Linked DNA regions of Mus musculus: regions 1, 2, 3, 4 and 6 are each linked to region 5. The links are chromatin contacts, called in public Hi-C, HiChIP or PLAC-seq and promoter capture Hi-C maps. All regions are on one chromosome and are shown on one strand. The core of a region is the stretch at or near the end of the contact, and the rest is flanking DNA. Distances in the headings are between cores, read along the strand shown.

Region 1 (3,112 bases), core at 26-2,525, 320 kb after region 5:
ATCAGGCGACACAGCCTTGTTCACACTCAGGTTCTGCCACTCATTACCAAGATCTTACAGGACTGAACATATGTCAACCTCCTTGTAAGGAAACAGATAATAAAAATACCTTCTTCATAATCTTGACAACATGAGTAAAACGTATTATTGTGTTTTAAATGCTTAGAGCCATGCTTGATACATTGTAAATGTCCAATAAATGTCATCATTATATATAGTTATATAGTTGGGGCAGATCATCCCTACTATTGTATGTTTTTTTCCCACTTGACACAACATCTAAGGCATTCCATTCCCATAGATAATCCTTTACCACTCGATTGTTAATGATGAAGACTTTTCTGTTGCATAGATGTACTATATGTATCCTAATATATACCATTGCTAGATATTTCTGTTGCTTCATTTTTTTCTTATGATCAACACTACATTGGCCATCGCTGAGCACAGGTCATTAGATACATCAGCAATGATCTCTTCTCACTGTTCCCTTAGAGACCAAATTACCAGGGCAAAGGCTATGCCTGTTTTTTGAGCTGAGATAGAGTTTCCAAGTGTCCAAGACAGGTTGTCCTGGCACAGGTGTTTCCTCATAGACTCAAGTCCAGAGGCCAGGGTGGGTCCTAATCTAGGCTACTTCCTGCTGTCCTGTCCCTTAATGCCAGCCAGGCCATGACCCATGTGTCAGCAGTGTCCACCACTTAACAGGCCAAAAGTCCTGTTTACTTGGCTCCAGGAAGGAGCAGGGTACTCTTGCTCTGGGGAATATCAAGGACTCTTATTTTGAGTTTCCTGTATGAGAATAAAAGCAAGCACAAGCCCCATGCATGTTGGTCCCCTGCTGCCTTTGACTTGTGTCCTGCTTGTGGCACACAGAGGGTCATCTACTTTGGAAGCCCACTCAATCATGGCTTTTCCATTCACTTCTATTATGAGAAGAAATGCTTAAGTCAAGAACAGCCCCTTCAAGAACTGGTCAACTTTCCTTCACTCTTAGCACTCCATGTAGGAGAAAATTCCAGCGATGGTCTCAGGCCAAGAGCAGAGCCACACCCAGTCCCTTTCTACTCTTAAGCTCCTCAGTCTTCAACTAAAGCTAGGGGTGTAACCACAATCCTAGCAGCAGCAGCTCAGCATAGAATGAATGGTGCTTTCAAAGCACCCTATGCTGTGGTGCCAGGAAGTAGAGCTTGTGGGTTGGTTTTGTTGTCTACGTTGTGGGATGAGATGGGAGTACCATTTCCATGTCCCCAAGAGAAGAGAGGCCAACCATGTCCTTCTGAAGAGCTAAGCAGTCCTTCGCATCCCCTTTCTGCTTCCCTAAAAGAAGAACTGAGGATTCTAGGGTGGGGAGAGAGAGTCAGGGATGGAACTCAAGTCAAAAGGGATCTAGCAGAGGGGTCTTGAGAGATGGCTTAGTGGTTAAGAGCACTGACTCTTCCAGAGATCCTGAGTTCAATTCCCAGAAACCACATGGTGGCTCACAACCATCTGTAATGAGATCTGATGCCCTCTTGTGGTGTGTCTTAAGACCACTACAGTGTACTTATATATATATAATATAAATGAATAAATAAATAAATAAATAAATAACCCAGCAGTAGAGATCCTGCAAAGTACTAAAAAACAACAAAAACAAACAAAAAACAAACAAACAAAAAAAAAATGGTGGTAGCTGTTTCCTGCGGTGGGCATCCTCATCCTTCTTCTATGCACACCACAGTCTTAGAAGGAAAGATATCTGAATGAGAAAAGAAAACTTCCTAGGAAAAGTCAGTGCTGTGCTGCCAGAAAGTATGACCATGGCCTGTACAGACAGAGATTGTCACTTTAGAATGAAGCCCAGTGAGAACACATGCAGGGTTGTGGTGTGGGGCTAAAGTATATGCAATTTGCAGAGCTTCCTCTAATACAAACCCCACAGGGCTGGAGATATGGCTTAATAGTTCAGACCACGGGTGCTCTTCCAGAAGACCCAGGTTCAATTCTCGGTACCTGTGTGGTAGATCACAACTGTCTATCACTAAAATTTCAGGGGATACAATGTCTTTTCTGACCTCTGTGTAACTCTCTTGGTGCGCAGGCTTAGTACAGACAAACACTCATGCATATAAAAAGAAAAATAAATAAATAAATAAATAAATAAATAAATAAATAAATTGTACACATGCATACATACTTACACACACAGACACACAGACACACACACCACGCCCACTGACATGCAGCTTACTAAATAAGATCACACATGGGAGTACAAGGTAACGAATCCTATGTTCACTGGGGTCATATTACTATATTTTTCTTGATTTAATATGGCTGTGTGGACATTTCACTAAGGTCCTCTCCAAAAGTGACTTGTGTGGTGAGGATCTCTAAAGATTTTATTAATAACACCTTCTAATCTAAGACATTTTATCTCTGAAACCAAAGACAAACCTTTATCTAAACTTCATTCCTCATGAGCCCCTAGAGTCTGGGGCAACTGTACCCTATATCACTAAAATGAGACTTCCCATCAAATAGGAGACATTTATCTGATTTGGAAACACAAATAAATGTGTTACTTTTGCATCAAGTTGTCACAAAAATACCCTGCCTATTTCATACTCAGGAGACAAATTTATTTTTAAAGAACCAACAAACAATATATGTTTTGTGAGTCTCAAGTTCCCTGCCACACACAAGGGGATGATAAAACCTACCTCTCTGGTTATATGAGCTAACACACAGAAGGGTCCTGGCATGGAGAACCAGTGTATTTACTAAGCATCCAATTGGTGCCTAGTCAAAGGGTTGGCTCCCTAAAGAGGAAGACCAACGAAACCAGCTCCCATCCATCATCCAGGGGTTCAACTGAGCTGTGCAAAGCAGATGTATAGGTGGACCTGGAAACTGTCAACTCACAGGCAAGAGGCTCACTTGGATGGAAGCTCCAGAAACTGAACATTCCAGATGTCTTTGGGTGGCATGTCTGAAAATGTCGTCCAGTGGAGTTTCTCTGAGGCTAATCTGAGGAGGTGGTGGTAAATTTCTCAGCAAGCCCAGGAGAGAAGATTTGGAAGAACAAGGAACTGAAATGTGTATAGCACAACATAGAGGTGGGTGGGAA
Region 2 (3,553 bases), core at 613-3,112, 340 kb before region 5:
ATAAACGAGAAAGAGTGGATTATGAAAGGAAATAAGAATTTGTAGACCAGGAACAGTAGGGAACCGTTTGTACCTCTTAGTTTGAAGAAGTGAAGGGAGAGAAAACAGGTTCCCACCACACAGAGATACTTGTCTGCATGAGACTACCTCTGTAGTAGGTGAGGCAGTAAATGGATGCAGCCAACTTATAGTAACCCTGCAGAGGATGCTGGAATAATAATAATAATAATAATAATAATAATAATAATAATAACAACAACAACAACTCTAGCTTTCTGCTTGTGTCTCCTAATGGCCAACCCCAAGTAGACAACAAGAATAAGGGTGCCCGCCCTGCGTGCTGGTGATTGACATGTAGTTACAGAAGTCTGCCTTATGCTTCATGTGCAGTCTCTCATCCTGGTCCAGGGTTAAGAGTGATGGGGAAACAGATGACATTCAGAATGAATGCACACATGAAAGAGGACAGATGAGTGGGAAGAGATGAAACCAAAATGATTCTCAGGAAATCCTTCAGCCCTTTAGAGTCAAGCACGCCAAGACCCAAAGAATGCCATGGTTTTCTTGAGGCAGCAGGCTTAGTCATAACGTCAGGAAGCAGGCCTGACAAGCTTGACAGCACTTTCTACCTACTGCTCCACATACAGTGATTTAGTGGAATGGCAAGGGAAGGGTACCTTAATGCTCATTTAAGCATGTACCTGAAGGTGAAGCACTACCAGAACTTCCTTCGTTCAATGTGTAAACTCCTGAACACTGAGAAGCCAGGACTCAGCAGGCTGTGAAGAAGGTGAAAACAGAGTCATGTTCTACTCCGTACCTCACAGTATGTTTGCTTTAATCTCAAGGCAGTACCTGGGTAGCTAAAATTGTCCCCCTAGTTCTTCTGGTTTGGGCAGGAAGGGTAGAGAGGATATGGCAGACCCTAACCAGAGTCTTCAGGGACCTGTCTTCCTTGTCAAATTGTATTCATTCTAAGAACATGAACTACGAAGCTGAGAATGTGGGCAGAACCCAGGAAGTACTAGTGATAGCTAGGTGAGCATCCCCAGGTGCACTGAGATTCCAAGGACGCACAGGCACTAAGAGATGATGTTGCAGAGCATGTATCTATCCAAGGAGGAAACAGACTGAGGTTGAAGGACATGGGCTGAAGTAACACCGGAAGAGTGACAAAGGCACTGCTTAGGTAGGATCTAGGGACCTAACATCTCTTGATCCATTTAAAATGCCTTTACAGAATTTTCCCAATACCTGGTGCATAGGTAAGAGAATTAAAGGAGACCAAGCATCAAAGCTGCCGGCACATGTGAATGCCGAGCAAAGGCCAATGCTGCTGCTTTCCTGCCCCTCTAGTCCTGCTCCTCTGCTCTAAACATTGCTTTCATGTCCCAAATGTACAACCATTGCTTTCATGTCCCAAACGTACAACTTTTGACATCAGATTCTGGTCACGTAAGATGGTAGTGGCTTTTCTACAGCAAATCACAATTGTTATAAACTCTGTCAATGTTGTTTTGGTTGTACTGTGCCTTGGTTGGGTGTATGTGACCTGAGGTCACCCTTCTGAGAACACCACAGCATTCTGGATTATGACTTCCCCCATCTTTGAATAAACATGGAAAGCTTTCTTTACCTCTTGGTCCAGTGCTTGTTTGCCATCTGGTCCCTGGTTTGGCTACATCTGCATTTACTTAAGGACTTTACTTGAAGGCCAGGTTTACATATGGGAAGAATGGGAGGGCTTTCCTGATTTCTTCCATATGTTCATTTATTCATATATTATGATTTCTGTAATCTCACCAATGTCGAGTCCTTCAGACAATCCTTATACTGTTCCTTGGGGACCAGATTCTTTGTGTGTTCAGCTGGGAGTGTCTCTGGGAACATTTTTTTTTTACATGCCATTACCTCTAGTGTAGCTCAGCATGGCTTCTAGATGAGAACAAAATTAATGTTCTCAAAGAGGTAGGTTTTTTTCCTTACAGAGAGGGTTAATCTACTTTGAAAGATCTGTGGAAAGAAGCAGGAAACCCCAGAGCTGGCTCCCCTCCTCAGTTGTAAATGCTCAGAATTAGGTATGTGTTCGACCCTCCCCATGCCTGCTGTCCTGATCTCTTTGTTCTGGGACTCACAGATCAGTGTTTTAAGTCCTGGGATAGGCTTTCCCCACTTTCAGCTCCTGAACACAGGCTTGTGAAGGGGAGAGGTCCTAGGGGAATCTCATGCTGTGCATTTTGTGATACTGGAACAATACAGGCTGAGTTGTACTTCCTGTTTTTACAAAGCCATTTCAATTCCTTCCCTACAATACCTCCAGATCTGAGCTGAGTGTGGAGGCAAGAACTCTGGGAAGACCTGGTTTGAGACTTGCCTATTCTACTAGCCTAGGCAGGCTTTTTAATTTTTCTAAGCTTTGTCTTCTCTAAAGTAGGAGCAAGGTTTGCCTGGTAAGGATGGAGTGAATATTAATATTGCTGTGCATAAAGCAAGCATCCACAAATGCTCCCTAATGTGGAGTCACTGGGGAAAATGCCATAATGTGAAGGATCCCTTGCTGGAGAGAGCTGACATGCTCACAGATGGCCAGGAGATTGCCCGCTACAAAGGCTGGGACTTGAGTTTTGGCTGTAGATCCTTCTCAGCTGAGGAGAGCTGGGCAGCATCCAGTGGGGCCCAGATGTCAGCCAAAGGAGGAGAATGGCTTAACCCTTACCTCAGTGGTCTGATAAGCGGAAAAGAAACGCTCTGGGGTCCAGGACCTTTGTGCAGAAAGTAATATGTGTGTGTGTGTGTGTGTGTGTGTGTGTGTGTGTGTAAACATCACCCAATTACTTGAAAGGTTCTTTACACTGTCCTGCACATCAGATATTAAAACTCAAAACAACAATGGATTCTTTCAGCAATGAGTTGGGATTTGACTTGATAGACTGGTTAGGCTATTTGCAGCTTGGGAAGAAATATTCAACTTAGTTTATGTACAAAGAACATATTATTAGTCTGCTAAGTTACCAAGAACTCTGTCAGGTAAGTGACAGGGGCAAGATAAGAACTGTTCCTATAACCAGCCTTCTTGTCCACTCTGCTTATCAGTATGAGGAAGAATAGCACAGCAAAGGTGATCCCATAGCTGTCTCCTGAGACCCTTTCTGCCTCCTTAGAAAAGCAACCCACACCAGGTGGAGAGATGGAAATCTCCTAGCCCAAGGGGCTGTTATGGGGCTCTGAGAATCCAGATGAGGAGCGTGGCATTCCTGGAGGTTTCCTACTGTATGTTTCTGCATGCCCACGGTCCTCATGGATATCATGCCTGCACTGAGATTCCAAGGACACACAGGCTCTAACAGATGATGTTGCAGAGCATGTATCTATTCAAGGAGGAAACAGAAAGGTTGAAGGGCATGGGCTGAAGTAACACCGGATGAGTGACAAAGGCACTGCTTAGGGCAGCTAGGGTGAGAGCTGTGTCAGGGAGACAGTGCCCTGAGGTTGACAGGGCTGCACTCTGGGGACCTGACATCTCCCAGGAGCTCCAAGAAGCCACAGCTGCTGC
Region 3 (3,124 bases), core at 413-2,912, 370 kb before region 5:
GATGGGAATGTATCTGTTATGTTCAGACGGAAATCTAAGTTTTTAGTGTATGAAGCAAAGGGGTTATTATGCTTCATATCTATTGTGTATAAATGACATGCAGTTCTGCAAGATGCATGCTTGACATGTAGGTGTTTTATCAGCAAGGTGCATCCAAAGTGGAATAGCCTGAAGTGTAGCTGAGGTGGGATTCGTGCTTAGAAAGCAGTGGCTTCTGAGCCTCCCCTGCATGTACTGAATGGCTCAGGCTTAGCACAGACCCCTTCTGATCCCAAGCTTAAATACATCTGTCTGGCGTGACTAGCCACAGGTGAAAACAGCACCTTGGCCAGATTTAAGAATGAGCACTTTAATCCCCTTTGTGATTTCCACATATCAGTGACTTTGGCAGACAGCCTTATCCAGGTGTTTGGCTTATCCAACGGTTTATCTAGGGTAAACTCTGTAGAAACGAGACCAACATCTCCCTGCACCTGGCTCTACCCTCAGTGTCTGGTAGTGACCCTGCTAACCAGCCTTCTCCATCAGACTCTTTAGGTGAGACCTGTTAGAACCACTCTTGGCTGTAAGACTGGGTCTGCTTAGGCATCACCATGCCACAAGGATAGCAATAGTACGGAGCATCATAACTTTTAAAACTCTGTCTTTACTCTCTTTAATGGGGTGGATGAATCCAATTCAACATTATTTGGTAGACTCTGGAATGTTCTGACAATGACCCTTATAAGGGATGTTAACCATTGTGAATTGGGATGGGGAATAAGAGTATGAGAAAATCTGGGAGTGCACAGAAATTTGTGCTTGTTCCATATTTCAACCTTAAGCATTCTAGAAGAGTGATGTCGGAACTGTGATGGGGCCAAACCATGGCTGAGAAGGGGATTTGAGGCCAGGACTTGAATTACACAACCCATGCCTACAAAACCCATCTATGCATAAATTTCCTCACCTGCAAATCGAGATAGTTACAGGATATACTGCAGAAATGTTGTGAGGATTAAGCAATATGTGAAATGAATGAGAACAATGACTGATTCAAATAAATAATGTAAGTATGAGTTATTGCTTTGAAATAATCCATATTCTACTATTATACTCAATCTACGATTGTGAGATGCTGCTAAACCCCGCTCCAAAGAATTCAATTCTCAGTCAGAGAATGGCTTTTAGAAATATTTTCTGCTTCTAATGATATTCTATGACAATACAAGGCGGTGCAATTCTTCTGTGGGGTGAGATGGGTTTCTAACTTTGTTATCGCAAAACTCTTAAAGGGGGCTTTGCTCAGCAGCCTCTCTCACACAGCAAGGATTTTAAGGTAACAATTCTACTGAAACTCCATTCATTGGAATACCATTTGTCTTCTTGCAAATGTCTTTTTTCACTCAACAGGAACCCACGATTCACCCTTTCCAGGTTGAATAATTGGAATCATTGTAACAATTTGCTTACTGAACTACAGTTACTTTATTAGACATTAAATTCACATACAGCCAGCCAGCTGAGTTATCTCCTAAATTCCCCTCCTCTCAAACAATTGATTGTCTGTGGCTCGGGACCAAGAAAATATAAAGTTAATGAGATTTGAAGCCAAGAGACAGGAAGAGGAAATGGGGTCTGGCTTTCTAGTTGCAATCTTTGTGCTGCCTGCAGATGGCGGCACAGCACTGTGCATTTGCTTCATGGAAACCCTGCCAGCTGCCATCAAGACACCACAGTCTTCAAAGAAAGCATGAGCTGAAGGGATCTGCAACCCTATAAGTGGGACAACAATATGAACTAACCAGTACCCCGGAGCTCGTGTCTCTAGCGGCATATGTAGCAGAAGATGGCCTAGTCGGCCATCATTGGGAAGAGAGGCCCCTTGGTCTTGCAAACTTTATGTGCCTCAGTATAGGGGAACTCCAGGGCCAAGAAGTGGGAGTGGGTGAGTAGGGGAGCAGGGCAGGGGAGGGTATAGGGGACTTTAGGAATAGCATTTGAAATGTAAATGGAGAAAATATCTAATAAAAATCTATAATTTAAATTAAAAAATAATAATTACCCCTGGCAGGGGGGTGGGGGAGAAAGCACATGGATTTTTTTTTTTTCTGAGAATGAACTTAAAAACACTTCCCTGAAAAGTCTTGAGAAGGTCACAAAAGAGATGAAGGGGAATAAACTGCTTCTCCTTTCAAACAAACGGCATAGTTCAGGCACCCTCTAGTGGACACCCTCCACAGCTTCTCCATTCACTGGGAGGGGCATCTCTGTTGCTGGGTTGAGTTTCCTATACCCATGCTGCTCCTCTGAGCTAGGCAGTCAGAGAGGGCTTCACATGCAGGGTCTTTAATAGCCTGATTCCATTTGGAGACAATAAAATGAGTCTAGACTGTCATTTTAGTAAGCATTTCAAGTTCTCAAATAATGGACCTTTGAGACATATAAGGAAAGTGACATGGTAAGACTTTAAGTTTTAACACCAAGTGCTTTCCTCCGGGACTTGCTCCTTCATCTTCAGTGATTTCATAGTGACCCTGATTGCTAATGTGGGCTGCTCCAAAAGCCTTCGATAGAGCCTCCTGACTTCTAGCCTTAGCTCTCACGAACCAATTCTGTATGACTAAACTTTCAAACTGTCCATTTGATCAGGTCTCATCACTGCTTAAAACTCTGACCCCAGGGGTCTTTGGCATGGCTCCAGGGGCTTCATGGGCTGACTTCTGCCTGCCTCACTTCCTCATCTCACCTTGTGTTCTGATTGTAGTGATCTCAGTATAAAAGCTGACCCTTTGCATAGATTATTTCCTCTACCAAGAATGTTCTTCTCTACTTTGGCCTGTTTGGAAATGACTTTTAAACATTTAAAGTCAGCGGAGACATGGTCTTCCTCTAAAATTTTCCTTTCTCCATGCATGGTCCCAGTTATTCCTTCTTCCGGTTATGTTGTTGCCTGCTGGCATTTCTATGGAAGAATTTATTCATGTTAACTTAAAATCATCTCTCTGTATAAATCTAGTAGTGCCTCATCGCTCTCTGCATCCTTCCCAGAGCTCAGTTCATGCTTTAAATATAGCAAGCACTCAATAGATAAATAAATAAATAAATATTTTTGTTGACTTGGCATTTAAACATGGGGGATTTT
Region 4 (3,363 bases), core at 858-3,357, 410 kb before region 5:
GCATTACAGCATGGAATAACTAGAGTGGTGCCTTAGTTATTTTTAAAATAGTAAAAGGTTAAATGAAAGCATATGAAGGAAATGGCTAATTGAATCACGCTGTAAACAGCAGTGCCTGCTGTCACAAGAATGTACTCCCAGCCGCTTGGGAGGTGTAAGAAGTCTCACACGTCTACCAGCCATATTGAATTCAGGCTAAGATTTCTGGAAATCTTAGACTGTGTCTTGACTTAAGTAAAAAGGAGGTTGAGGACACAGCTCCATCAGAAGAGCACATGCAGAGATCCCTTGTTTAGTTGGGGGTCAGGGTTAGACAGATTCAACAGCAAAAAGAAAATAAATGGCAGAACAATGCTCTAAAAGAGTTAGAAGGAACAGAGTTTAAAGGAAGACCCAAAGCTGAGGAGGTGGTATTGTGCCTGAAAGTCAAAATTCGGTTCCAAGAAGAGCCAAGCAGGGCATCAATGAAGCGTCCTAAAAAGAATCAGAACCACCATGTCCTTCCCCATCACCAAGCTGGACAGTGTCAGGGAGAACAGTGCATCTACCGCCATGATTAGAAGCAATAACTGATTTTCAGCCATTCAATTTTCTCCAGTGTACAACAGCCTGGGAGATCACTGCAGGAGCCAATTAGCAAGAGCTAACCAACCACCCTCTCACCCTCTATTGTCTATGAATCCTTATCTGGTTCATTCTCTCTCTCTCTGTGTGTCTCTCCCTCTCTCTCTCTGTTTCTCTCTCTCTCTTTCTCTCTCTCTCTCTAGATCTTGGGGAACTTTGCCTTTCATTGTAATGATACACAACTCTGCTAGTTAAACTAATTCCTGTGAGGCCAGCACAAAGTAGGAAGTCAAAATACTGCTTTAAGAAAGGATATGGTCATAGCACTTGGAAATATTGCAGTATAGTTTAAGAAACTCTTGAACTCCATGTGACCTCATAGGGAAGTCAGTGACATCATAAAGAACCCAGTTTACCATCTCAGTCAGATGATCAGAGCACAAAATTGCAGACCTGAATACACCCTATGATTAGACATTTGTTTTTAAACAAATGGGATCATTAAAGTAATACTGCCTTCTTTCCTAACAATCTTAAATACAATATCTAAACCTAAATAGTAATTTAAATAAACATGCAGGTCTACAGTGAGCTAAACGCTTTAACCCTGAGATCCTAACTACATTCTACTTAAAACATGTTATCAAAGTCTAAAGTGCAAAAGTGACTACAAATTTCAAACACTCATAGAGATCTTCCCTATTTGTCCTTTGGATTTGCTAGTATTAGAAGATGGCCAGTCAATCTCTTGGAGGATGTAATCCTCCTGATCCAGTCTACTTACATTCCAATCAGACTCTCTTCACAATTATACAACTGAGTTGAGCCATCAGCGCTATCAACACCCAACTGTAGGGCATCAAACACTATCCTAGCACAATAAAGGCCTAGAAATCACACCTGGACGGCAGTTCTGTCATATCTAGGAAATTCCAACAGGTTAGAAACCATTTGGCTCACCGGAATACTGGGAAAAAATGAGGACTGAGGCAATCTGCGCTAAAAAAATCCTGCACATGGATCAAGCGTAAACAAAAAAAGCCAATTCTTTTTTACTTTAAAAAAAGAAAGGTATTAAGATGGGAAGGGGAGGAAGAGGGGGAAAAAATGAAAAAGAGCTCCCACATCAAAGGTAATTTGGCCATCTCTCTCAGCTGTGTCTACACCGCCATGGGTGCTGTGTGGGCCCAAAAGGACAGCAATCTGGGAACCGAGGCTGCCAGCGCCTCCTGGTCACCTGTGCGAGGCGGAGCTCTCAGAGGCTGGGACGGAAGGGTTGCGGAGGAGGTGTACGTGGCAGCCGGAGGCTCCGTGCTCCGCTCGCCCCGCAGGTGGCCTCGCTGGCAAGCGTGGAACTACACTCACCCAGATGATGAGGCTGTCACACAGCGGCAGCTCGGACTGTGGCAGCGGCTGCGGGTCCTCCATGGTCCGAGAACCTCGACGCCGCGCTCACAGCGACGGACGCGCCTCCGACCGGGCCCGCGTCAACGACCTCCGCGCCCGCCACTGGAGCTCGGCGGCCAGGCCTGGCGCCCGCGCCACTCACGCGCGAAGCCTCACGGCGCAGACGTCGCGGCGCGACCGCCCCCTCGCCCACCGCGTCTGTCCCGCGTCCCGGCACCTGAGCCGGCCCCGCCCGCCGATCGCACACCGCACGCTGAGTGACCTCTGCGAGCACCAGTCACAAAGAAGCTGGGCACCAGCGAGGCCGGCAGGGCGGGAGGAGCGGGAATAGGTCGCACAGGAGGGCTGCTGATTGGACGCGCTCCAGAGACTCTTGGCCAATCAAGGAGGGGTAAGCCCGGACCGCCAGGCGAAGCGGGTGTGGGTGGGCGGAGGTTTATGACCTGGCAGGTGCAATGAGGGCGGGGCTGGGGGTAGGAAGGAGAGCGCGCCTGCGCGAGCTAGAGTGGCCAAAGGTAGTGGAGGGCTCAGAGGCCAACCTTCCATTTCTCCTGGTTAGCACTAGTACAGACCCACTCTCAGCCTCCAGCCTCTTCTCATTCCCCACCACAGTGCTCAGGAATTGAAACCCCCAAAGCAAGAGGAACCACGTGACCAAGAAACGTGTTTCCTAAGGAAAAAACAGACCTCCATGCTGCCTAAGTCAAAGAAGCCCTCACAGAATCACAGGTTGTGGCTGATTTCATTTTAAATGGGGCAAAGGGGAAGGCCGTTTTTAGATAGCAAAATTAAATAGTGTTCAAAAAGCATAGGCTGTATCTGTGTACCCTACCTGCTCGTTTCTATGTTAAAAAATAATAATAATGATGTGTCCACTGAGGATGTTGGTGGCATGGTCCATAAAATCTGGAAAGTGGCAATCCAACATGATAAATTGTGTCATTATTGGAAGGGGCTACAATATTATTCTAACTCTTGGTTCTCACCACTTCACTCATTCATTAATCCATCAATTCATACTCTGTATTAAGAGGCAGCTGGTTCGCTTAACTCTCTGTGATTTTTATATTTAAACGTTGAGCAAAACTGTTGGACAATAAATTATAAACCCCCTGTTATAAATCAGTTTCATTTTAAAAATACAGTGAGGGCATTTTCGACGCAACCTCACAATTTTGCTAAAGTGTATTCTAGACACAATAAATACTAATGAAACTTCATGAAAACTATAGGCCTAAAGAATTGAAGAGTCGGTATTGTGACTCTCTCCCAACCCCCGCCCTCCCCCCCCCCCACCACCACCCGCGTTGCTCTCAATGTTACGGGTAGAGACCACAGCCTCTACATTTCTAAAGATATCTCTGGCTAAAATATAAGCACATATTATGAAAA
Region 5 (3,475 bases), core at 120-2,619:
TGTTGTCGTCGTCGTCCTTAAAAAGGCTAATAATTGGCTGTAGTTTTTAGATAAAGGTTATAGAAAAAGAACTAAATTCCAGAAGACAAAGCCCAGCAAAATTCATGAGAGCCTGGATAAGAACCTGGCACCCTTCCCAGAAACACAGTGCTCCACCAACTGGGTTATTCCCTCCTCCTTACTTGCAAACTTTGACTTCCTAATCCTAAGCCACCCCCCCCCCTCAAAAAAAATCATCCATAGGCCCTCCTCATCCCCTATTTTCCACCCCAGACCCCATCAGTCAGGAGCAGTCCTCTGGGGCTCTTATTCATACAGCCAGGGCAGAAGCCTTTAAGTCAAGACCAAGCATGACAGCTGCATTAGAAGGAGACTCCAGAAGACAGACTAGCAGCACCCCCAGCTAGCAACAGAAAAGAGAAACATCAGGACTCACATAGCTCACAGTAAAGACGGGAAACCCTTTAAAAAGGACAAGAAAATGAAACAAAAGACAAATCTACAAATCCAGCCACAAACTCAGACTTTAATTCTTCCTTATGGATTTGCTCCCTAAAAGCACAATCCAATGGGACCTTTTGAATTGACACACACACACTTGATCAAAAAAGAGTCAAACTTGGCCACAGTTTGCCCTTTAACTAGGAGAAGAAATTCGAGCTAAAATGTAAGCAGTGCTCCAGTGAATGGACCAGTGACAGAGGAGTTCCCCCACAGTGTGTGTCTCCATCCTGAAATGGTCATGAAGTTCATAAACATGGAAAGATCCCCCTATACCCTTCCTGGCCTGCAGCCCTGTAACAAGACAGATGGCATTATCCCATTTAAACTGAAGTACGCACCAAACACTATCTCCAGATGCTCAGCTTCTATAGCCTTAAACAGCACCAGCCTTGAAACGCTTTTACATTGCCAAACTTGAAATCAACGACTTAAAATGTTTAGAGAATTGTCCCCAAATTGGGGTGCGGGGCGGGGGTGCATTGCAAAATTCTCTTTTCTGGGAGAAAGAAAAAACACTTTATTTAATTAACTGTACACTACTCAGAGAGATAGGGCCTTAGGCCCCAGACATCTGTAGGGCAGTCATTGGGATGCAGTAAAGGCCTCTCCCTTGGGCAAGACACCTCACCCAGAATACACAAGAAACTGAAAGGCCAACCAGTGGCCTGGCTGTGAGACCCAAAGGTGAAGGAGGGAAACATTTAGCAGGCTAGAGAAGCTTTTGGGGGGAGCTGGCTAAGAGCCTGCGTGCCTGCAAGAACCCCTGGGAGGGTCACTTACTTGTCCAATATGAAATCACATTCTAGCTAGCAGGCCAGCAGGCCACCATGCACAGCCGCACCGCACCCAGCAGGGCGGTCCAAACAAGCTGTGACTCCGCCCGCTTCAGTCCAGCCCCTCCAGCAACCCTTGTAAGGAGCAACCTGATTGGTCCTTTGAAACGGGCACCGTGAATGGCCAGTACTTGTGAGCCCTGCTCCTCCCCACTGTACTGTAAGTCTTGGGTTTGCATTTCAAAATCCTTTCGCTGCCTGGATTTTAAAGATGCCCAGGCAACAGAGACGGCTCAATCTAAGCAATCCCCTCTGAGCGCCAGCTAACCTAGCCAACCTACAGTATGTGGTGGATATTTCCTGTTAAATCGCCCTCGGCTGAGCACCAGGATTGCTATGGGCTTCAATTCCTTGAACCCTTTATACCTGGTGCTTTTCAGGAACTCTCACACTTTATGCTGTGGTCGAGGCTTTGAGGTAGAGACGACACCGTAAATCTAAAAGATAGATGACCCCTGCCTTTGAGAAGTTGACATACCAGTAAGCTACATGGACTCTCGGTACCCTCATCGCTAGATACTGAGAGTCCAAAACCGGTTTGGCTTTTTTTTTTTCTTTTTTTTCTTTTTTCTTTTCCTGGGGACTATTCCAAGGTTGCGAAAACCAACCCTTCTCGATAACAGAGACTTCCTTAGTCAGACCTAGTGTGTTTATTATGTTAAGACTAGTATCCACATGACCTGAGAGTAAACGAGTGATCGATCTCTCTCCGTCATCCAGGTAAGAACTCGGTGAGGCTGAGGCCACAGGATTAGTCCTGCACTCTCCTGGAGGTCTTGGTTTGGATTTATTTTCCTCTACACAAGCAGTGTTCAACCTTCTTTGGTGACCTATATCAGATATTTACATTATGATTCATAACAATAGCAAAAGTAGATATGTGAAGTAACAAAAAATATAATTTTATGGTTGGGTCACAACAACCTGAGGAACTATTATAAAGGGTCTCAGCATCCGGACAGTTAAGAACCTAACTGTTAAGATCTACACTATGATTGCATTTCCAGCTATTCAAAAAATTGTCTGCACAGTCTCAGATCTGTTACTTAGTCATGTGGACCAAGCATACAACGGGAATTATAATATTAAGACCTGGTTGTCTTTCTTTCCGGAGCACTATGAAGAACAAATTAAGTACCAGACATGTATATGTTTTGCAAAAGTTTGGATGCTTAATACACATGCTACATTGGCTCAGCTCTTCCTTAATGTATCCCAGAAATGCAACGCGCCTGTTGCCTCACAGTCTATGGCTTGGGTGGGAACCTGAAAGGTCTCCTCGTTGCTAAACATAAACTAGTGTGTTGGCCTTTGTGGATAGCTGTTTCTCGTCTTTGCTGTATTTGAGTTTTTATTTGAGTCCTCTTAAATAGCATATGACCAGTAGCAAAAATAGTGTTGTGGCTGGGCCTCCAGCAGCCATTTTAAACAATAAAAGGACCTTGGGATAAAAGGCACACAGAGGAAAGAAACACGGTGAAAGAAAGTGAGTCCCTAATGCTGTGTACACCAGACCAGGCTGAGTCCAAAAGACCCCACAGCTCAACTAGCACTAGAAATCAGGTGACTGACCTCTACTACAGAACCATCTGAAACTACATCACAGAAATGTTGTGCAAACGGTCGGATGCTTAATACCTATTATGCATTGCCCCAGCTCTTCCTTAACCTATCCCAGAACGGAATGTGTCTGCTGCCTCAGGGACTATGGGAAATGTACATTTTCAGGCTACAATTTATGGAAAGAAATAACAAATCTTGAGTACTTTATAAAATACTAGCTGACACAATGTGGCTGAAAAACAGAAGAGGAAATGGCTCCATGCAGAAGGCAGCAAGCACATGGGATTGCCTTTCTTCATTAACAGTCTGCTCTCTGAAAATCTAACTCACTCCAAGAAACCAGCATCAATCCCATTGGAACCCAGTATTCCCAGTGACATAATTACCTCCCACAAGTCCTCACAACTTACATGTTCTACCACTTGTCAACATCACCACACTGGGGACCAAGCTTCCAGCATATGAATCCTGTGGAGACTAGATCAAAGCATATCTAAATTACAGCAGTAGAGTATACAGATGTATACATATGAAGTCATGCTCACTCTTATACACATGTAGTCACACAGCTGCAA
Region 6 (3,405 bases), core at 587-3,086, 370 kb after region 5:
CAAGCAGTAGGTAGAGTCTTGGGTGCCTGGGTAAGGATCTGGGGACAGTGGGAAACACAGAGGAACTTTAGGAAGGAAAACAGAGTCCGGCCATTATTTCTGAAGGGCAGGATGACTGGGGTGTCACAGTGAGGAGGGGAAATGGTTAGGGGAGACCAGGGATCAGCAGAGAATAAAGGCTATCCAGGTACCAGAGTAACTGAGTGTGGGACTCTCAGGAAATTGAGTGTGAAAATGATAATGACCAATAATTTCCAGGTGATTAAGGGAAAGAGTGTTTCAACTTAACGTTTTCCTGGGAATCCCAAAGCTACTCTGGGATAGAAGTTTTGGGCCTGTTGGGGAACTGGAAACTGGAAGTATTGGAGGGATGGACAGTCAGAGATCAGTAAGAAAGGATGGGGCCTGGGATCTTCAGAGGTAAGAGGACAGATGAAAGAAAAGAACCAGTTCAGATTGGCTCAGAGCCCAGGCAGTGGGAATTCAAGCCATGTATTCGGAAACTCAGTTCAAATGACAGCTTGCATCAACTTGCCCATCTGCAAAATAAAGATATACCAATGGCAGCATGAGTTGGCTCTGAGATGCACCACACGTCATGCCTTGCCACCATTTGTTTGGGAGAGAAAGGCAGATGATATTTGAGGTGAGGTGGGAAAAGGAATGGTGGGTCCAGACCCTGGCTTCTAGCCTGAGAGGCTCATGATGTGCGCAGTCATACAGAGGGCTCTGAGCGCAGAAAGCTACACACATGGTAGGATGCTCTGCTCAGCCATCCTGATGATATTTGAACAAGGACCTCAGAGTGTTAGTTTGTACAGGGATCTATCCAATTAAGTAGCCACACTGTAAATGAGGGCCTGTGGGCAGGAAGGGGAATGGTACCTTTGAAGCAAAGTGACCCTGGGTGTACAAAGACCCACCGGCACACAAGATTCACTCAGCCTGTCCCAGGAACAATGCATGTGGGCTGCATTGTTTCTGACCAGAGAGAGCTGGTCGTGATGGGGCGGAGAACAGCTCAAAGTGGAAACCGGTAGAAGGTTAGGATGCTGAATGTAGCCCTGGGAATTCTGTGTGCTCTACACTGCACAGGCAGGCAGCTTGCTGTGTAAGTAAAGGATGGTTCCAGAAGAATTCCCAAGGACCTGGGGATGAAATGGTGTCGAAGCTGTCAGGAGCTAAGTTCAATAGAAGGGAGACCAGACCCAGGAGATGACCAGGCAGAGCTGTGTTCTGGTTTCACAGCCTTCAACACTTTTGTTTTTGTAGACTCCTTTTCCTTAGGAAGGCAAATATATAAATTTATATCTTACAACTATATTAGTGAAAAGGCAAATATCTCAGTACTCTATGCAAACCCGATTTCTCTCTTTGGTTGCAAGTGGGTATTGTACCTACACCTACAGTACTTAATAGGCAAGCCACTTTGACATGGGCCACAAAGTTCCTCAGATCATCAGCTGGGATTACTGGACTATCCTAGAATGGTCCATCTGTTTTTTCTCTTCACAGCCCTGTCAACAGGAGCCTGTTTTGTCTCCAAGTCAATTTCTCAAAAATGGAATGGGTGGCTATTGAGCCTGTAAAAGACATATGTACCTGACTGACAGGTAAAGGGTTCAGGGGAAAATTCCCTGAGACTCATATCTGCAAGTACCTGTGACTTTTCCCCTAATGTCACGTACATCAACCCTGGGTGCTAAGCTACCTACAAGCCACACCCATGAGGTGGGTGGGGAGGTTTAGTCATCAGCAGCCGCTGAGGAGACTGTCTGGAGGAAAGAAATGCCATTATCGGTCTGTCTGTCTGTGGCTGCAATATAAGTCACTCTGGCTTTGCTTCATTATCTCCTCAGAAGACAGCCACCAGTGACTCATCTCTGGTACTCTCCTCCCTATAACCAAGGATGGTGACAAAATGGCCTGATTCAGCAGCAGCAGCCCAGCCTTCCTACTTTCACATCTTTGTTGCTGGATATACTTAGATAGGTGAGCAATAGCAAGAGATGAGGTGCATTCATTTGGAAAAGAAAACTAGGTCTGACCTAGTTGACTCTTCCGGTCTCAATCTTCAACTCACTGTTCTTTAGATCCCTTCCTATTTAGAAGGGAGGCATGCATGAGTGAGTGGATAAGTGAGTGAATGTTTAATCTTTGCTGGTCCAACTTCTGCACTCTAATTCCTGAGGTCAAGAGACAGAACCCAACTGGTTCTGAATCCAGAAGAAAAATTAATCAGACAGGAAAACTGCAGATAAATTTAGACAAAAAAATTTTGGGGAAACTGAGATGGGGTGAAGACAGCATTTGGAATCTCGATTCACCAGAGAAGTATTCAGACACATTACAAGGTAACATGTGTGGCCCCTACGATCATTTCACGATGAGAGTAAGAACTTGTGTTTCAGTAGCAATTACTCTGGTCCAGGTACCCGGCCAACCATATTTACACAGACTCATTCATGTTTGTGTGTCCCTGGAAGGTAGGTGCCTAGGTCAGGAAGAGAAAGGTCATGATGCAAAGACAAATGAACAGAAATGGCTCATTTACATACAGCTCCTTGCTTGCTCATGCTGTACGTTCACCTTTCACTGCTGTGGGGGGAAGCTTCGGTGATCTCCAAGATTAAGAAGCCTAGGAGATCTTAAAGTCTAAGAGGGAAAGGAAGATGGATGCAGGAGCCTGGAAAGCAGGAGATGGTCAAAGAGCCAATCCAGTGAGCTTTGAAAGATAGGACCAAGGGTCAGGGAATGGGACCTTGTTATTTGAGACATCATGGGTGGAATGAAGCTTTCCAAGATATAACCCAGGTGTGGCTCTGAGTGTGGGTGGATGAATCTCTGTAAAGGTAAAAATCCCCAGAGCCGGGGTCAAAGAGCACCAGATGGAGTGATGCTGGTCTTCCTGGGACAACAGGGATCTGGGGGAAGGTGTAACAATCCTGTGTTTAAGTGAATTACAGCTTCCTGGGGTATACATTTTAACAGAAGAGTTTGGAGAGAGTGATTTTTTTTTATGTTCAAACAGAGATATATACAATAAAAGACCCCAAGGAAATGTGTGTGTGCATGTGTGTGTAGGCCTACCTTCCTTCACAGTGGACGGCTTGAAAAGCAGTCATTATGGAAAAGGTACATAAAGTTACACATGACAGCTACCAAGAGGGACAGAAACACAAGTTGGAACTTCTTTCCATTTCTATTCAGTAATAATAATCTCAGAAGTTCCCTGGGGCTCCTTGATCTGTTGTGCTCCCAAGACGACACTTTGAGAAGCTGTGTCCACTCTCTCGTGCCTCATAACAGACATACACAGTATATATTCAGGACCCGGTGGACAGCTGCACTTTCTACATATGCCTGCTGGATAGCTGGTGTGTGTGTGTATGTGTGTGTGTGTCT

Evidence for each region. Promoter capture Hi-C pulls out the DNA fragments that hold promoters and counts their contacts. HiChIP or PLAC-seq counts read pairs in DNA pulled down with a chosen protein or histone mark. Hi-C and Micro-C count contacts between places; a contact is called where the count stands out from the background.
Region 1: a CTCF HiChIP or PLAC-seq map of CD8 T cells shows a contact between it and region 5, with 7 read pairs. The contact joins the enhancer-like site here to the promoter of Fggy in region 5. A contact is called at or near these places in 4 of 39 promoter capture datasets (the 3T3-L1 cell line, the C10 cell line, cranial neural crest and 1 more), 2 of 15 datasets of contacts at CTCF or cohesin (CD8 T cells and the NIH/3T3 cell line), 1 of 484 Hi-C or Micro-C datasets (the HPC-7 cell line) and 1 of 115 datasets of contacts at active chromatin or transcription factors (the 230-238 cell line).
Region 2: a promoter capture Hi-C map of second pharyngeal arch cranial neural crest shows a contact between it and region 5. The contact joins the enhancer-like site here to the promoter of Fggy in region 5. A contact is called at or near these places in 9 of 39 promoter capture datasets (the C10 cell line, cranial neural crest, frontonasal cranial neural crest and 6 more), 1 of 484 Hi-C or Micro-C datasets (bone marrow-derived macrophages), 1 of 115 datasets of contacts at active chromatin or transcription factors (bone marrow-derived macrophages) and 1 of 9 other capture datasets (macrophages).
Region 3: a promoter capture Hi-C map of the C10 cell line shows a contact between it and region 5, with 4 times the contacts expected there. The contact joins the enhancer-like site here to the promoter of Fggy in region 5. A contact is called at or near these places in 10 of 39 promoter capture datasets (the 3T3-L1 cell line, 3T3-L1-derived adipocytes, the C10 cell line and 5 more), 3 of 484 Hi-C or Micro-C datasets (bone marrow-derived macrophages and muscle stem cells), 1 of 115 datasets of contacts at active chromatin or transcription factors (astrocytes) and 2 of 9 other capture datasets (embryonic stem cells and macrophages).
Region 4: a contact with region 5 is called in a Hi-C map of B cells, with 10 read pairs. The contact joins the promoter of Hook1 here to the promoter of Fggy in region 5. A contact is called at or near these places in 2 of 484 Hi-C or Micro-C datasets (B cells and Sertoli cells) and 1 of 115 datasets of contacts at active chromatin or transcription factors (embryonic stem cells).
Region 6: a Hi-C map of bone marrow-derived macrophages shows a contact between it and region 5, with 20 read pairs. The contact joins the enhancer-like site here to the promoter of Fggy in region 5. A contact is called at or near these places in 13 of 39 promoter capture datasets (the 3T3-L1 cell line, the C10 cell line, cranial neural crest and 9 more), 1 of 484 Hi-C or Micro-C datasets (bone marrow-derived macrophages), 2 of 115 datasets of contacts at active chromatin or transcription factors (both in bone marrow-derived macrophages) and 3 of 9 other capture datasets (adipose tissue, macrophages and pancreatic islet).

The regions. Positions count from the first base shown.
Region 1 is chr4:95,230,799-95,233,910 of GRCm38.p6, reverse strand. No RefSeq gene overlaps it. Among named protein-coding and RNA genes, the nearest start is that of Gm32240, 24 kb to the right of the region's middle. Within about 2 kb of position 1,275, at least 18 of the 459 cell types and tissues checked have an H3K27ac peak or open chromatin away from gene starts, as enhancers often do. A contact at or near this core is called in CD8 T cells, where this site is marked.
Region 2 is chr4:95,899,205-95,902,757 of GRCm38.p6, reverse strand. The region is part of intron 14 of Fggy (FGGY carbohydrate kinase domain containing); the gene reads right to left. Among named protein-coding and RNA genes, the nearest start is that of Hook1, 66 kb to the left of the region's middle. Within about 2 kb of position 1,862, at least 27 of the 459 cell types and tissues checked have an H3K27ac peak or open chromatin away from gene starts, as enhancers often do. A contact at or near this core is called in second pharyngeal arch cranial neural crest, where this site is marked.
Region 3 is chr4:95,923,524-95,926,647 of GRCm38.p6, reverse strand. The region is part of intron 15 of Fggy (FGGY carbohydrate kinase domain containing); the gene reads right to left. Among named protein-coding and RNA genes, the nearest start is that of Hook1, 42 kb to the left of the region's middle. Within about 2 kb of position 1,662, at least 21 of the 459 cell types and tissues checked have an H3K27ac peak or open chromatin away from gene starts, as enhancers often do.
Region 4 is chr4:95,966,123-95,969,485 of GRCm38.p6, reverse strand. It overlaps Hook1 (hook microtubule tethering protein 1), which reads right to left and starts at 2,107. Exons shown (of 22, transcript NM_030014.2): 1 at 1,930-2,107. The coding sequence starts at 1,992. 9530080O11Rik (RIKEN cDNA 9530080O11 gene) reads left to right here and starts at 1,831. Exons shown (of 2, transcript NR_045776.1): 1 at 1,831-2,362.
Region 5 is chr4:95,555,401-95,558,875 of GRCm38.p6, reverse strand. Fggy (FGGY carbohydrate kinase domain containing) reads right to left here and starts at 1,369. Exons shown (of 16, transcript NM_001113412.1): 1 at 1,285-1,369. Gm40206 (a long non-coding RNA gene) reads left to right here and starts at 1,510. Exons shown (of 2, transcript XR_867942.1): 1 at 1,510-2,057.
Region 6 is chr4:95,186,707-95,190,111 of GRCm38.p6, reverse strand. No RefSeq gene overlaps it. Among named protein-coding and RNA genes, the nearest start is that of Gm12708, 4.9 kb to the left of the region's middle. Within about 2 kb of position 1,836, at least 31 of the 459 cell types and tissues checked have an H3K27ac peak or open chromatin away from gene starts, as enhancers often do. A contact at or near this core is called in bone marrow-derived macrophages, where this site is marked.